Linked DNA regions of Zea mays: region 2 is linked to region 1. A link is a contact called in public Hi-C data. All regions are on one chromosome and are shown on one strand. Each heading gives the region's core, a stretch centred on a gene start, on an enhancer-like site or on the middle of the called end of the contact. The rest is flanking DNA. Distances are from core to core; before and after follow the strand shown. Region 1 has its middle 120 kb from the start of LOC100284736. Region 2 holds the start of LOC103635205 (probable chromatin-remodeling complex ATPase chain).

Evidence for each region. Hi-C and Micro-C count contacts between places; a contact is called where the count stands out from the background.
Region 2: a contact with region 1 is called in a Hi-C map of ear, with 2.9 times the contacts expected there. The contact joins the promoter of LOC103635205 here to the enhancer-like site in region 1. A contact is called at or near these places in 5 of 25 Hi-C or Micro-C datasets (bundle sheath, ear, endosperm and 1 more).

The regions. Positions count from the first base shown.
Region 1 is chr8:54,178,492-54,182,851 of Zm-B73-REFERENCE-NAM-5.0, forward strand. No RefSeq gene overlaps it. Among protein-coding and RNA genes, the nearest start is that of LOC100284736, 120 kb to the right of the region's middle. Within about 2 kb of position 2,845, at least 17 of the 20 cell types and tissues checked have an H3K27ac peak or open chromatin away from gene starts, as enhancers often do. A contact at or near this core is called in bundle sheath, ear and tassel, where this site is marked.
Region 2 is chr8:54,519,997-54,524,199 of Zm-B73-REFERENCE-NAM-5.0, forward strand. It overlaps LOC103635205 (probable chromatin-remodeling complex ATPase chain), which reads left to right and starts at 2,771. Exons shown (of 25, transcript XM_008657719.3): 1 at 2,771-3,249; 2 at 3,637-3,753; 3 at 3,859-3,962. The coding sequence starts at 2,923.

The DNA of each region.
Region 1 (4,360 bases), core at 1,595-4,094:
TTGGCTTGATGAAGTACCATTTCTTGGACACATCATCTCTAACGGAGGAATATCAATGGATCTGGCTAAAGTAAGAGAGATAGTGGGATGGAAGATATCAAGCTCGGTCACTGAAATCCAGAGTTTTCTAGGACTCGCGGGTTACTACCGTCATTTTATCGAAGGATTCTCCAAGATAGCAAAGCCTAGGACCTCCCTACTAGAAAAAGGAAAGGAGTTTAAGTGGACTCGTGAATTTCAAGAGAGTTTCAATCAACTAAAGTTTAGATTGATGTCACCCCTAGTGTTGGTTATGCCTGATCTGCAGAAGGGATTTGGTATATATTGTTATGTGTGCCACCAGGTCTTGGGATGTGTTCTTATGCAATAAGGACATGTCATTGCCTACGCGTCTCGCCAATTGCGGAAACATGAGTTGAACTACCCCACTTATGACTTAGAACTGGCCGCTGTAGTGTATGCCCTTAAGATTTGGAGGCATTATATAATGGGAACTAAGTGCCAAGTCTATACTAATCACAAGAGCTTAAAGTATATCTTCACTCAGAAAGATCTCAACCTTAGGCAACACCATTGGTTGGAGCTCATCAAAGATTATGACTTAGAAATTCACTATCATCTGGGCAAGGCGAATTTAGTTGTGGATGCCTTGAGTCAGAAGGAACATGTTCATGCAGCTATAGTAGCCCAGTTACCTGATGAGTTTGTAGAAGACTTTGAAAGACTCAACCTGGGAATAGTTGCACATACTAAAGGGATCACTATAGAAGTGGAACCTACCTTGGAGCAAGAGATATGCAAGGGTCAGATTGATGATGCTAAAATTCAAGAAATCAAAGATCTGGTGGCAGAAGATAGAGGTCAAGAATTCGCAGAGGATGAACAAGGCACAATATGGTTCAAGAATAGGATATGTGTTCCTGAGATTGACAGCCTCAGTGAGACCATACTGAAGGAAGCCCATGACTCAGACTATTCTATTCATCCTGGTAGTACCAAGATGTATCAAGATCTAAAGCAGAAGTACTGGCGGTATGGGCTGAAAAGAGATGTAGCTGCACAAGTGGCTGTATGTGATGTATGTTAGAGTCAAAGCTGAACATCAGAGGCCAGCTGGACTGCTACACCCGTTAAAGGTGCCCGAAAGGAAGTGGGAAGAAATTGGTATGGACTTCATTGTCAGGTTGCCTCGCACCCCGAAAGGTTATGATTCCATATGGGTGATCGTGGATAGATTAACCAAAGTGGCTCACATTATCCCGGTCAAGAGTACTTACAAGGGTTCCCAGTTGGCAGAGTTATATATGTCTTGAATTGTGTGCTTACATGGGGTACCTAAGAAGATTGTTTCTGATCGAGGATCTCAGTTTACCTCAAGGTTTTGGAAGAGTCTCCATGAGAACATGGATACAAAGTTGAATTTCATCTCGGCTTATCATCCCCAAACTGATGGCTAGACTGAGAGAACCAACCAAGTGCTTGAGGATATGTTAAGAGCTTGTGCCCTTAAGCGTGGAGGTAGTTAGGACAAGAGTCTGCCATATGCAGAGTTCTCTTACAATAATAGTTATCAGGCCAGTCTGTAGATGTCTCCATTGAAGCTTTATATGGCAAAAAGTGTAGAACCCCTCTGTATTGGGATCAGACTGGTGAGAGGCAGTTCTTCGGGCCAGAAATTATTCAAGACGTAGAGGAACAAGTTCGGATGATCAGGGAGAAATTGAGGATAGCACAAACCTGACAGAAGAGTTATGCTGATAATCGAAGAAGACCACTGGAATTCGAAGAGGGTGATCACGTATACCTAAAGGTGTCACCAATTTGTGGTATGAGGAGATTTAAAGTTAAAGGTAAGCTATCCCCTCGCTTTATTGGACCCTTCAAAATCCTTAAGCGAGTTGGAGAGATGGCCTACCAGCTTGAGCTACCAGACCATCTATCTGATGTCCATGATGTGTTTCACATATCTCAACTTAAGAAGTGTCTCCGGGTTCCAGAGGAACATTTGCCTATGGAAGAAATTAGTGTGCAGGGTGATCTAACCTACACTGAGCATCCTATGAAGATCATTGACACCTTGAATCGGGTTATGCGAAACAAAGTGATCAAAATGTGCAAAGTGCAATGGAGTCATCATGGGGTAGATGAAGCTACTTGGGAGAGGGAAGAAGAATTACAAGTAGAGTTTCCCCACCTCTTTCCTAGCATGTAGTAATCTCGAGGTCGAGATTATTTTTAAGGGGGATAGGATTTGTAATACCCAACTTGTAGATAGTAAAAGAGAAGACTTAATCTCCTTATATGTATTGCCCTCTATTCATTAGAACATATGCATAATCATATTTAAAGTGAATAAATTAACTAATGAAACATAAATAATCTGGAGGTTATTTGTTTGTGCACTTAATAATAAAAATAATAAAAATAAAAATATACTAATGTTGAAATTTGAGTTTAATCTAAATTGAAATCGAGAATTTGAGAATGAAATAGAAAAGAAGAGAAGAGAAAAAGGAAAAAAACAATAAACTATAAAGAAAAATGTGTGGTATAGGAAAAATGATTCCTCGTGCTAGTATTTCTATTTGTGCATTTAATCTAGGTATGAGACTTACAAACAAATTTGAAATTCAAAGACTAGAATTTGAAATGGAGAAAGACATTCATACTAAAATAAGAAAAACAAAAGAAAACCCCGGCTGGGCCAACATCCTGAATTTGGCCCACCATCGCTTTTCAGCAACTCGGCCCAACTGGGCTGTGTGTCGCGCCGACAGGCGGGCCATGCCTGTCCGCGGCTGTCGCGCGCACCACTGGGCAGATTCCCTCACCGGGGTGCCAGCACCACTTGCCAGTGACCATATCGCGTGCGCCTCATCGCCTCTGATTCCGACCGGTGGGCCCTACTGTAGCCACTCGCGTTCTCGCGCCAACGCTGATCTTCGGGCCCCTGCTGCCAGTCACTGCACGGTGTAATCCCGACGGAAACCTTGCGCGCGGCGAAGCTCAGCCTGATCCAATCCCAGGAATCTCGATGGCAGTTTCAACTAACCGCTCCACCAGCTGGTGGCTCGATGACCCGTCCTTTAAGACCGTGACCCAGGCACCTGCGTAGGATCGTTGTTCCCGGTTGTGCGCGCCAAAAAAAGAGGAAAGGAGAGCAGAGCGCCGCCGTGAGAGAAATTCCATCCGACCGCCGATTTGACCCTGCGAACCAGACCAAAGAGGGAGCGTAGGGAGCGGGGGAAGAAGCGCGTTGGAGCCCCTCACCGTGGGAGGGCCTAGATAAACAACAATTTCTCGCCGGAGTTGTTCATCGTCGTGGAGCCGCCTCGCGCCGTTGGGCAACTCGACTTCGCTTCAATCACGGGTGAGGACCTCCTTCTCGGATCCGATATTGTCTAGGCTTCAATTAGCGCTTAGAATAAATTAGAATCGTGCGCCGTGTGCCGGGCATGCCGTGCGCCAGTGGTAGCGCCGCCGCGGGGCCATGTTCTCATCGTCCGATCGGGTGGAGGTGAGGGGTGAGCCAGGTACCGTGGATCCTTTATTTACGGCTAAGATTAGCGTAGCCTTACCCTTTCTTTCGCCCGAGACATGGCCATTGATCTGGTGATCCTCGGCCAATAATGGGTCGCTAGTGTTTTAAATCGTTGCTGTCGATCTCCGATCGGTCGGTCCAGGAGCGGTTTCTGTTACTTAAAAGCCCCATCTTAGATCTCGGATCCGACGGTCAGTTTTGTGTATCGGTTCGTTTGGGATTCTATCTAATCTGAGTCATTGGTGGGTGATCGGATGGCTGTGATTAGGGGATGCCTTGGGCCGTGAGAGTTTTGCGTATGAGCCCTCGGGGAAGATACAAACTAACCCGCCATCCACGGTTGTCTTAGAATCATTACCAAGAAGTCTTAGTTCTTATAAACCAACACCTGGATTTTCTAGGAATAGTGCCCGCCACCCAATGCTTTGAGGAAGCAATAAATAAATTAAAGAAATTGATTTTTAGCATAAAATTTATTCACCAACTTTAGGAAATTCATAACTTCTTTAATTTAGCGCCAAATTGATCCATTCCAGTTGCATTAGACTCATATTAATATTGTCTATCAGTTAGTAACCTTATTTTACCATGTAACATAGAGATTAAATCAAGCACTCATTTTGTTTTATATTTAGCACCTAAATATTCAGAAAATCATAACTCTTAAACCGTAACTCCGAATTTAGTGGTTCTTGAACCTAGGATCTCATTATGATGCGTAGAATATTATCATGCATCATGTTCTGATGTTTGGTGTGATGTTAATTTCTCCTCGCCATGTCTGTTTGTATTGTTGCGAGTAGACGAGCAAGCAATTGA
Region 2 (4,203 bases), core at 1,521-4,020, 340 kb after region 1:
TTACATTCATATAACTATTTTATCTTGTCCTGTTATAATCCATTTGTTTTAACTGTGACTTTGTATTGCACTTTTCAAGGTCCATGATGCAGGAAACCTTTTGACAAGGGCAGGCTTCACCCTTCCAGGAGTTGGTGTTGATCACTATATCGTTAGATACAATAATGGTTTGTAGAAAAAGAAAGCTTCAGTTTCTTATAGCTCTTACAATATTACCCGTAGGTAGAATAAACATGTATTTCAATTTTTACTTTTGTACTTGGCTTTTGTGTGATTGTTGTTACATTTATCAGATAACAACAGTCCTTTTTGTATTTAACTAGTCGGTTGCCCGTGCGTTGCGACAGCTTACGATAATACCCATATAAACTATCCATAAAAAAAATTCAAGATTTTTTATTGATTGTCTCCGCTCTCTATATAATATATTTTTTGATTTAGCTAACTGATTTTATTGTTTACTCCATGCAAATATGTCTTGGTACAACACAACCAATGAAGTGAGCGATTAGAAAAGAGTTCACAACGATTGACTGAATGAACAGAGATTATAAAATTACATAATTCCATCATACAGAGACTAAGTAAGAGAAAGTTTGTGAGATTAAGTTTATAAAATAAGTTCCATAAAGTCAAACTTATAAAAATGATAGATCAAAATATGGAGTGATTGCTAAAGTCAGGCATCAATAAAAACTGGATGCGCTACATATAAATTACGCTACTTCGTAGCAATTACTAACGTTTAAAACCAACAAATAACCTTTCATTTTGTTGTTAGTGTGACGAATCATTGCTGCTCCATCCAATTCAGCAACCTCAAACACCATGTAGTCCATTGCGCCAATGTGGTTTGAGAAACGACCTAATGCTTGCAAGAGCAAAGAACGTCGTGCTGTGCTTGGGTTGTAGCCTCGGCTCGTAGTGCTGGCCCGACCCGACACGATTATTTTTTTATTTTACAAAAAAACGTATATACCTATATACAATTTGTATTCAATATTAAAAACATCTTAGCGTGATGTTCTACTGGTTAGACAGTTTCACCCAGTATCTCCCGCCCTTCTTCCATCAGGGCATGGGTTCGAACCCCACCTCTTGCACCATTTTTTAACGTTTTACGCTGATTTAATTAAATGGATCGACGGGCTAGCGGGCTGGCCCGACACAGTTAGCAGGCCGGCATGACGTGCCTGTGCCAACTATGGCTCGCGTGCATGCCTGTGCCAACTATGGCCCGCGTGCATCTAGCCCGTGTCGGGCGTCATTACGCTGATTTAATTAAATGGATCGACGGGCTAACGGGCTGGCCCGACACCGGCCGGTATGACGTGCCTGTGCCATAGTTGTGGTCCGCGTGCCTGTGCCATAGTTGTGGTCCGCGTGCATCTAGCCCGTGTCGGACGTCGTTTGACATCTATAGACGTACAACAGATTAATTTAAAATAGCTGTGAGGGGTTATTTGTAAAAAAATGACGTATGACGATGGCATATTATGGGTTCTGGTGATGTGATTCTACAATTTGAGCCAGCCCCAAGAAGGGGAGAGCGAGACGTAATTACTCGTAGGACATCAGACTATTTCCTGGGATGCGAAGTGATGTGGGGTTCAAGCTTTAAGCAGCGATCTGTATTATGGGAGGAACTGATCCTGCTGTATTCATTTTGTTCCCCTTCACCATATGATTTTCTTCTCTTCCTTTGTTCAATTCTTCCTTCCTGTGATTCTTGTAGAGTTTTTTACTTGTACGGTTCTATATTGGGCCATTAGTTCTTTTTTTTTCTTGATAGACATTAGTAATATAATTTTTTTTGTAAGGTAGTTAACTTTGGGTTTCATATGATTTGTGAAATTATATGATGCAGTATCTGATACAAACAATTGTTGATGAATATAACATTTGTATATTTGTGTAAGGTACAATCAGGCCACGACTAATGTGTAATCAGGCATTATGTGTAAACGTGCAAACGAGTATTTTAGTATGTTGGATCATGACCCAACCTCTTCTTTTATGCTTCTCCGGTTGTACCATTAAACATAAAAACAAATAAATATAAGGGCACTAACATTATTGACTGAGTATTGTTTCTAACCATGTAATTTGTCTGATTCATGCCATGTAATCCATACTACTCTATTAAGAAATAATTTGTGTAATATTATAATGTCTGTTCGACATCAGTTCATTATATTTGAGTCATCTTATTTATAATATAATATTAAATATCTATATCGTTAATATAGTATTAGTGTTACGATGATATTTTGTTACACGGTTTTTATATATTATAGTGATGTTTGTCATTCTGTGTCTATGATTTATACTAATTTTTAACTTCCGTGACAACGTACGTGCACATTAATAATAGTAGAGTAGAGATAGAGATTTGCGGAAAATCCATTAGACCTTTAGAGCATATCTAACAATACCTCAAATTGGTGACTAAAATTGAAATATGAGGCTCTATGCTGGAAAAACGACTCCAACAGTATCACATTTCATAAAATTTAGTCAAAAAATTATATGGCACCTTCTCAAGTGCCTCAAATATACTACACCGTAGTATACTGCTCTATAATCTAGATTTGGAGTTTTACTGTTTAAGCGGAATGTTTGTTGGTGCCATAAATTCTATAAAACATATTAAATTTTAAATCATAAACATTTTTATAGATCACGTTGTTGAAGGTGCTTTTATGCTGGAGGGACTAACCAGAAATACATAAAACTTTAGGTTCAAAACTGCAAACAACATAAAATTCTCGTACAGGGCGCCAAATATAAAATATGCCACTCCATTTGCCCCCAAATTGATTTTAGTCTTAAATCCCCTGCGAGGCTGCGTCTCTCGAAGTCCAAAACGCCCCGCCCTGGAACCCTAACCCTACCTTTCCTCTCCCGCCACCGCCCGCCCCAATGGCGAAGCCGATGAAGTACGACGATGAGGAGGAGATCTCGTCCTCCGCCGAGGAGGAGGACCAGTCCGACGCCGCCGGCTCCGTATCTGGCGAGGAAGGGGATGACGACGACGAGGATGCTGCGGCGCCGCCCGCGGAGGAAGCTGAGGGCGAGGGGCAGCAGGAGGAGGAGGTCGACGAGGAAGAGATCGAAGCCGTCACTACCGGCGCTGGAGCTGAGGACGAGGAGGACGCCGGTGCCGTTACCGCCGCTGAAGGCGACGACGAGTCCCAGTCCACCGAGGACGACGAGCCCGTCGCGAGGGACAAGGACGATGACGACGAGGTGAGCGGGAGGTTAGGGTTTGAGTGTTTTAATCGCGTTTTTAGGGATTTGATTTAAAGAGGGCTTTGGAAATATACTAATATTTGAATTTTTTCCCGACCAGATAGTTTCAGAATAATCTGCTTTACAGTCATTGCTAGATATAGTCTCTGTTAATTTGTTAGTTTTGTTATTGTTGCAAGCACTTCTGCTTTTATTTTTTCTCAGAGCTGTGGCATAAGCTGTTGTTGTCTGGTTCTTCCATAATGCAAAGATAATAGTAATATTGGTAAATAATATATCTCTAGTTCTGAGTTTAATGTGTTGAGGGGACCCTTTGTTGTGTCATGCCCTACACTTAAGTAGTGAAAGTTTTACATTTCTTTGCCCTAACCATGTCTGCCGCAGACTGATGCAGTGGTTGGGAAGCGAGAGAAAGCAAGGCTAAAAGAACTCCAGAAGATGAAGAAACATAAAATCCAAGAAATATTAGATACTCAAAATGCCGCCATTGATGCTGACATGGTATATACTGTCTTTAAATGGATCCTCATGTACAATTGCATGGTTTGCACAGGATTAACCATTTAGGCTTAATATATGTTGTCTTGATCTTATATTTCTCAACAGAACAATAAAGGGAAGGGACGGTTGAAGTACCTTCTTCAGCAGACAGAAATATTTGCTCACTTTGCAAAAGGAAGTCAGTCCAACGAGAAAAAGCCACGCGGGAGGTAACATTGGTCTTGTTTGTGCCATGACTATATGAAATTACGAATTATCTTCTAAGTTTAGTGGACATTGCTGGCACTTCATTCGGCATAGCACTTTTGAAGTTTAAAAATACTATGAAGGATGCTCTCAGCTTTCAATCATGACCACATCATCACTTCTAACTGATGATGTACCTTTGCACATGAATCAACACACAATACAATCAACCTTCTCTGCTCAAGCCCGTAGGTGTATCTTTCA